Regions from separate parts of the Sus scrofa genome. Here region 2 is linked to region 1. A link is a contact called in public HiChIP or PLAC-seq data. All regions are on one chromosome and are shown on one strand. The core of a region is the stretch at or near the end of the contact, and the rest is flanking DNA. Distances in the headings are between cores, read along the strand shown.

Region 1 (3,526 bases), core at 679-3,178:
CTTCCCTCGTCATTGTGATGATCTGGATCTATGGCTTCTCCTTTCTGTGGTATTGCTACATTCGTTGATGCCTGAACCAGGTGAGCCCAGAATGGTTCCTGTCACCTGTGCCTTCTGGAACACCTGGAAGAGAAGTTGGGGAAAGAAGAGCCGTCAGAGAGGAAGAGCAGGTGTCCTTCCTCCAGAGGTGCCACCTGAGACAACAGACTCCCCGGGGACCAGTATGCCTCTCTCTCCCCTTTCGGCTTTCTTTAGTCCCATTTTCTGGGCAGTGTGCAGGGAGAAGGCAAGTGAAATACAGGAGGCGTGTGACTGTGACCTTCACTTTCAGCTCCCCAAGGATTCTCCCTACCACCACCTCTCTTCAGATCTGTTCTCGCTGCTTCTCTGCACACCTCATGCCCCACCCCCTACCCTGTAGAATGTGAAAATAAACGTACTATATCCTGCCTCTGGATCTTTATAAATATCCCTCGCCCACCATGTAGAATACCTACCACTAGTCGCTGATGTTTAGTCCATCGTAGTGATTTACAGTCTTTGGTACAGCATAGTGATTTACCCATCGTGATAACCACCTCCTCATCCTTTCTCTTTCTGAATCACGTCCATACTCACACTAAGTCTTAACTGTTATTTTGACCATCTAGCACTCCTAGAACTGTTGTTGAGGTCCTTCTTTTGATTACCTTATGGTTTATCAAACAGAAAGGTGGGTAGGTTTTTAAGCTTTGTTGAGGTATACTTAATATTAAAAAAAACCTGGAAGTATTTAATGTATACATTGTGATGAGTGTGGCATAAATATATGGTGAAACCATCACCACCATCCTCAAAGGCCATTTCTTCTGCAGGGTCTAGTAGAACAGAGCAGCAGTCTGCACAGAGTGAGGTCTCAAAAGTATTCCTCTGCTTCCAGAACTTCTCTATCCCCGTCTCCCCAAGTGTAGAGCCTGTCAGTTTCTTCTACCTGGACAGATCAACCCCTTGCTCTGTACACACTTCAACCAATGTCCAAGTAAGACCCACGGCTTTCTGGTTCTCATACAAAATAAAATCCAGTGGCTTGTTTATTCTGCACACTTTTCTTTCTGATCCCACAACTATTCTATGAAGTAGGTTCTGAATGGTCACCTAAAACTCAAAACTCTTAAGAAACTGGCTTCAGGTAGCCAGACATTTAGTCCTGTCACATAATGCTGTAGCTGGGTGTCAAGGGCAGTGAAATTCTTGGGAGTATTATTGGGGACCTACAAAAGAATGTGTTTATGCCACTCCTTCTGCTTTTCTCCCTGTCATCCCAGAGTATGGAGAAGCTGGCAAGCTTTCCTCACTTCTGGACATGGCTAAAATATCTATCTGTGTTTAGGATGGAGTAAGGGTGAGGCAGGGATTCTAGAGAATATCCTTCCAGTTTCCCCCTTTGCCCTTTTCCTTTGGTTATGGCCCTATTCTTCCTTGTTAATTTTCTTGTTCCAAAGTTAAGGTGTAGCCAGGGTAAATTGTTTTCTGGCGATTAAGGGCCTCTACTCTCTGGCTTTGGGGGCTTGTGAACATTCTGAGTATCGTAAAGGAGGGAGGTGCTTCCCAGTGTTGTTTACAGGGACCCAGCAGTGTCTCAGAATTTGGGATAGAATGCACGTGTGGGACGTCCAGTGTGTGACGAGGTGGCAGCTCTCCACAGGAGCCCTGCACCTTGCACTAGTGAGACGGTTAAGTAGCGATGTTGCTCTCTACAGGAGATGAGCTGTGGTCCCCAGCATGGAAACACAGTCCTCCTCTGGCACTGGTTCAGCGCCAGGGCTTCTCCTTGCTCCCAGTGACCGTGGAGGTCCATGTTTCCCCTGGAGGTTCTGCCCTGTTCCTGGTTGTCACCTCTGGGTCCCATCGTGTTGTTTCTTGCCCGGAACCTTGGGTGTCTTTGCAGGCCACGCCCAGCCTTGCAGCTCTTCCTTCCTGTGGCCTAGTTGAAACTCCTCTGGTGCCCTGAGGTGGGGGTGATAGAGAATCTGTTTTTCCTCTTCAGTCTGTTCTAGTGATTCAGCAAAACTGTTTTCTACTTTACTCAGGCCTCCTCTTTTTCATATTAAAAGCATATTTTGAATTTTTTAATCTAATAATTGATTTTTCTTCGCTAGTACAATCTGACCTCATTCTGAGGCAATGTGTATCTATCTATCTATCTATCTCTCTCTATATATATATATAGATTTTTTTTTTTTTTTTTTTTGCTTTTTAGAGCCACACCCATGGCATATGGAAGTTCCCAGGCTAGGGGTCGAATCGGAGCTACAGCTGCCAGCCCACACCACAGCCACAGCAACTCGGGATCTGAGCCATGTCTGTGACCTACACCACAGCTCAGGGCAACGCCGGATCCCCAACCCACTGAGCTAGGCCACGGATCAAACCTGCATTCTCATGGACACTAGTTTGATTTGTTTCTGCTTCACCACAACAGGAACTCCCACTGAAGCAATATCTTTTACTAATTAGGAAAAAAAGTTACATACAAGGGCAGAAAAGCAAACCCCAAATATTACTGTTTCAAGGCATTATCTCTCTAGGAAGGTAAAAGTTGAAGAGATACCAAAGACAATTTTTGATAGATCTGTCTCATTTCTGAGTACCTGTGAGGTCCCGTGAGATACTAATGAGCTCATCTCTCGTAGTAAATGAATGCCTCCAAATATTATGTCTTACAACATGTACCTTTTTTTTTTTTTTTTTTTTTTTTTTTTGGCCATGCCCATGGTGTGCGGAAGTTCCCAGTCCAGGAATCAAACCTGTGCCCCTGCAGTGACTCCAGCCACAGTGGTGACAAGGATGGATCCTTAACCCAATAGGTCACTAGGGAACTTCATCACAAGATGTATCTTTGAGGTAAAATAATAAATAGTAGCAGGCACCTTCAAAGCCACAAAGGATTAATACTGAGGCTAGATAACAATAGTGGACTAGACAGGCCTGCCGTTTAGGTGATAAAGAACTTTCTGTATTCTTCATATCCCAGTAGGTATGAGCACTCTGACAATAACCCTAATCACATTGGAATGTAAAATCAGTTGAAAATAAATCTGGGAAAAAAACAAAAATAAAAAAACAAGTAGAATTTTGGAGTGAAAGGTGTAATCTTTACCACAATCCACCAGAGGGCACTATCTTTCCATAGGCTGGGAAAGGGGCACTGGCCCTCCATTTATACTGAGGTATCGATTTTAAAGAAATGAAGGATGAAGAAGAGGGTAGAAAAATACATAAGCATCTAGTAAACATAATGAAAGTCTGTTTCCTGTTAAACTTAGATGTGTGGACATGAATAAATATGGAACAAAATGTTTGCAGTTGCTTATATTGCAGTCACTATCCAATAAGTATTGTACACATTTAATCAATTAATATTAAGCTTTTAAACTTGGCATATAGAATTACTTATGCATAATTTTATTTATAATTGCTTTCATTTGCTCATTATTTTTCAATGAAATTTGACAAACCAAAATTTACTAAACAGAGACTGTTTTCC
Region 2 (3,819 bases), core at 765-3,264, 99 kb after region 1:
GAGTTTTAAAATGAGAACATCTTCACAATTCTAAATAATGTGGCAGCAAGCAGCTTATTTTAGTTTGCTTTCTTATGACAGAGCTTGTAAGAGATTTCTTTTTTTTTTTTTTTTTTTTTTTGTCTTTTTGTTGTTGTTGTTGTTGTTGTTGCTATTTCTTGGGCCGCTCCCGTGGCATATGGAGGTTCCCAGGCTAGGGGTTGAATCGGAGCTGTAGCCACCGGCCTACGCCAGAGCCACAGCAACGCGGGATCCGAGCCGCGTCTGCAACCTACACCACAGCTCACGGCAACGCCGGATCGTTAACCCACTGAGCAAGGGCAGGGATCGAACCCGCAACCTCATGGTTCTTAGTCGGATTCGTTAACCACTGCGCCACGATGGGAACTCCAAGAGATTTCTTGTGATAGATTTCAAAGAACTGAATGGTCAAAGGCTGTGATTGTTTTTAGGATTCTCAGCCTGTATTACTGATTTTTTTTCCAATGCCATATAAACATACTCTTATCAGAAACAGATGGCCTCTTGGGAGTTCCCGTCGTGGCGCAGTGGTTAACGAATCCAACTAGGAACCATGAGGTTTCGGGTTCGGTCCCTGCCCTTGCTCAGTGGGTTAAGGATTCGGCGTTGTCGTGAGCTGTGGTGTAGGTTGCAGACGCGGCTCGGATCCAGTGTTGCTGTGGCTCTGGTGTAGACCGGTGGCTGCAGCTCCGATTCAACCCCTAGCCTGGGAACCTCCATATGCCGCGGGAGCAGCCCAAGAAATAGCAAAAAAAGACAAAAAAAAAAAAAAAAAAAAAAAAAAAAAAAGAAGAAATAGATGGCCTCTTGAAAACACCAGAACCCTCATTTAATGAGACAAAATGTGTCTTCTGTCAATTTGCATTTCTGGTTGCCATTGCTCGGTGTGTCTCTGACTCTCTGCGGATGTGCTTTCCTATTTTAAGGTAGTATAGGATAGGAGTTCCCTAGTGGCCCGGCAGTTAAGGATTCGGTGTTGTTACTGCTGTGGTGCAGGTTCAGTCCCTGGCCTGAGAACTTGCACAGCTGCAGGTGTGGCTGAAAAAAATTAAGTCATGCAGGGTAGGGGAAAGAGCTAGGCTCTGACCTCAGCAAGATCTACATTTGAGCCCCTGGTTGTCTGACTACTAGACTCTTACTTCCTAATTGTATAACCTTAGATTATTGAGTCTCAATTTTCTGTTTCCTCAAATGTGGCAACGATAAATAAAGTCCCCCCTAGAAAGTGTATTAAAGTAGGGAGGGGGAAATATTAGGCATCCGATAAATGGTAGAGCTAATGATGTCCCCTTATAAAAAGGTTAATAAATCCACCCTCCCCACCCATGTGCATATACCTGCTACACAAATAGGAATCTGGGGTGTTTGTTTTTAGTCCAGCTGCCCTCAGTCACATCAGAGCAATTTAGAACCAGTTCAAATATCAGACAGCAGCAAACTGTTACTTACATATTTAGCGAACTGCATCGGCTACAAAATTCACAAGGCCACCACTTTTCAGCCATCTCACCCCTCTGACATTCTCAAAACTCCCACCTGGGAGAGCCGATCGATCGGATGGGCAGCGTAAGCACAAACACCCGGCAGTGACACCTCTGCTTGTGTAGACAGTTCTGGTGAGGATGGGTGTTGAGGTGGGCTGGAGTAAGTAAAGGAGCAGAGGAGGAAGAAACTCAAAGAAAGCGAGAGCAGAGAACAGAAACAGCTCAGCGAAAGGGCTGCAAGGGGAGAGTCTCGATTTCACTTTCATTTTCTCCAAGTACCAGAGATGCCCGACAAACCAAGCCCACTTGAAAGAAGACTGTGTGGATAGTGACAGAAACCCTGGAATGCTCCCGGGGGTGCAGGTCCTCCGGAGCTGTGTGTCCTTCCTTCCGCCCAGCCCACCCTCGGGAATCGTTCAAAGAAAACACCTTCTCAGGCTTTTCCGGCTCTCTTCCTTCTGCGCACCTTACCTTTTAAATGCAGCCGCCTCCTCCCTCTGGCAGCACTTCATCGTCAAATCCTCTTGCCAGCGGGCAAACAGCGCCTCCTGAGGAAGTCCCTGAGCCAGTGGGCGGGGCCAAAAAAATGTGGAAGGAGGAGGGAGGGCACACTGCACATGCCCACACCCAGGCAGAGGTGGTGGCACCTTTAAACCCCCTAGAGGAAAGGGATGGCTCTTCCCTGGCAGCTGGGCGCTGACTTGACGTCCAGGATCCTGCTGCTCAGCCTTGAGCCTTTCAGGTCCCAGCATCCAGCTCCATCCCAACCATGTTTTCCCAAATCCCTGTCTTTTTGAAGGAGTGAATAGTACCTGCTACCGGAAAAGAAGAATGATGACGATGATGGTGATGGTAGCAGACATTTACATAGCTCTTGCGTGTGCTCAAGTAACTGTTCTGAGCCCTTTATATATATTAAATCACAAAATCTAATCCTTATGAGGTAGCTACTATTTTTGACCCCATTGTACAGATGAGGAAACTGAGGCACGAAATGATTAACTTCCCTTGTTCTAGAGATTCGGGCTGCATCACTGGACAGCATAGAGGAAAATGCCCACCCTCATTCTTATGGGAGAAGCCAGACAACATAAGTATATATAATATGCTTTGTGGTGAAAATGCTGCAGAGAATAATTAGTAGTAATTAATAAGGAGGGTTGGAAATACCAGGATGAGGATTTGCAGTGAAGGGAACTATTTTATAAATAATGAAGATTCAAACTCCACTGTCTAGCACCTGACTAACTTACATCTCTCACCCTTTGGCTCCTTCCTCAATTATTTACGTTTTAAACCTTTCTTTTCCTCATAAAGCAATTTGAATAACCAGGCGAGTTTAAAGGATTTGGGAGCCTGACCTGATGTAGCCACAGGGGGGCAGCAGAGGGTGAGGATGGGCCAGAGCCTTTCAGTGCCACAAGGAAGCAACAGCACTGATTCAGAAATAGCACCAGCTGGCCTGAATTAATGGCTTGACCTTCTGCTTTCTTATCTGGAATTCTGGAGTGCATCTTACATCAGATGAAATATAGCATGGAAACATCTGTACTATACCTGAAAAAGTAGACCTGGAATCCTGGCTTTGAATCACGACTCTTCCATTGTTTTCAAAAAGTCAAATAGTTATCGACTGATGCCTCCTGAGTCCAAGGCCCTGTGCTAAGTACCTGGAATCAGATCATAAGAATAGATAATATTCATGGGACGTTAGTGTGGTGCTAAACACTTTTATTTCATCCCCTGTTCCCTAGGCAGGGTGCATTCTTATTGTCCTCATTTACAGATGAGGGACCCAAGCCTTGGAGAGGCTTATTAACTTCCCAAGGCCATACAGCGAGTGAGCCAGGAGTCCAACCCCAATATTCCTGCTCCACAGCTCCTGCTCTGAATCGCTTTACTGTGGTCTGTTCTGTCCCATCTTATCAGATAATACGGCTCCTGATCTTGAAAGAGAGCGGTTTAGGGAAAGAAAAAGCGCTGTGGAGAGAGAAGTAGTGCTTCCAGTTCGCACGTGAGGCAATCAAGGTAAGAATGGTGTCCCAGAATCACGGAAGTGGCAGAGATTAATTCTCTGCAGTGGACGTCTGGGAAGGCTTCACTTGAGGAAGTGAGGGTTTGCTGGATTTTCAGGAGTTCTTTTGAGGAGGATATGTTCCTTCTCAGCCCCCAACCCCCAATTGAAAAAAAAAAAAAAAGAAGCCATTCAAAGCAGAGAGGACAGCTTGTGTCTAAGGGCCGTCTGGGCAGGAGATAAGTCAGGAGAGGGACTTAGGTGGGATCAGAGCCTCACATGTCATCTAAGAGATGAATG

The links. HiChIP or PLAC-seq counts read pairs in DNA pulled down with a chosen protein or histone mark.
Region 2: a contact with region 1 is called in an H3K27ac HiChIP or PLAC-seq map of alveolar macrophages. The contact joins the promoter of RNASEL here to the enhancer-like site in region 1. A contact is called at or near these places in 1 of 5 promoter capture datasets (liver), 17 of 47 Hi-C or Micro-C datasets (alveolar macrophages, embryonic fibroblasts, epiblast stem cells and 8 more) and 2 of 2 datasets of contacts at active chromatin or transcription factors (alveolar macrophages and skeletal muscle).

The regions. Positions count from the first base shown.
Region 1 is chr9:123,809,538-123,813,063 of Sscrofa11.1, forward strand. The region is part of intron 1 of RGSL1 (regulator of G-protein signaling protein-like); the gene reads left to right. Among named protein-coding and RNA genes, the nearest start is that of TEDDM1, 38 kb to the left of the region's middle. Within about 2 kb of position 1,929, at least 4 of the 83 cell types and tissues checked have an H3K27ac peak or open chromatin away from gene starts, as enhancers often do. A contact at or near this core is called in alveolar macrophages, where this site is marked.
Region 2 is chr9:123,908,372-123,912,190 of Sscrofa11.1, forward strand. RNASEL (ribonuclease L) reads right to left here and starts at 2,015. Exons shown (of 7, transcript NM_001097512.1): 1 at 1,977-2,015. The region is part of intron 2 of LOC110255523 (a long non-coding RNA gene); the gene reads left to right.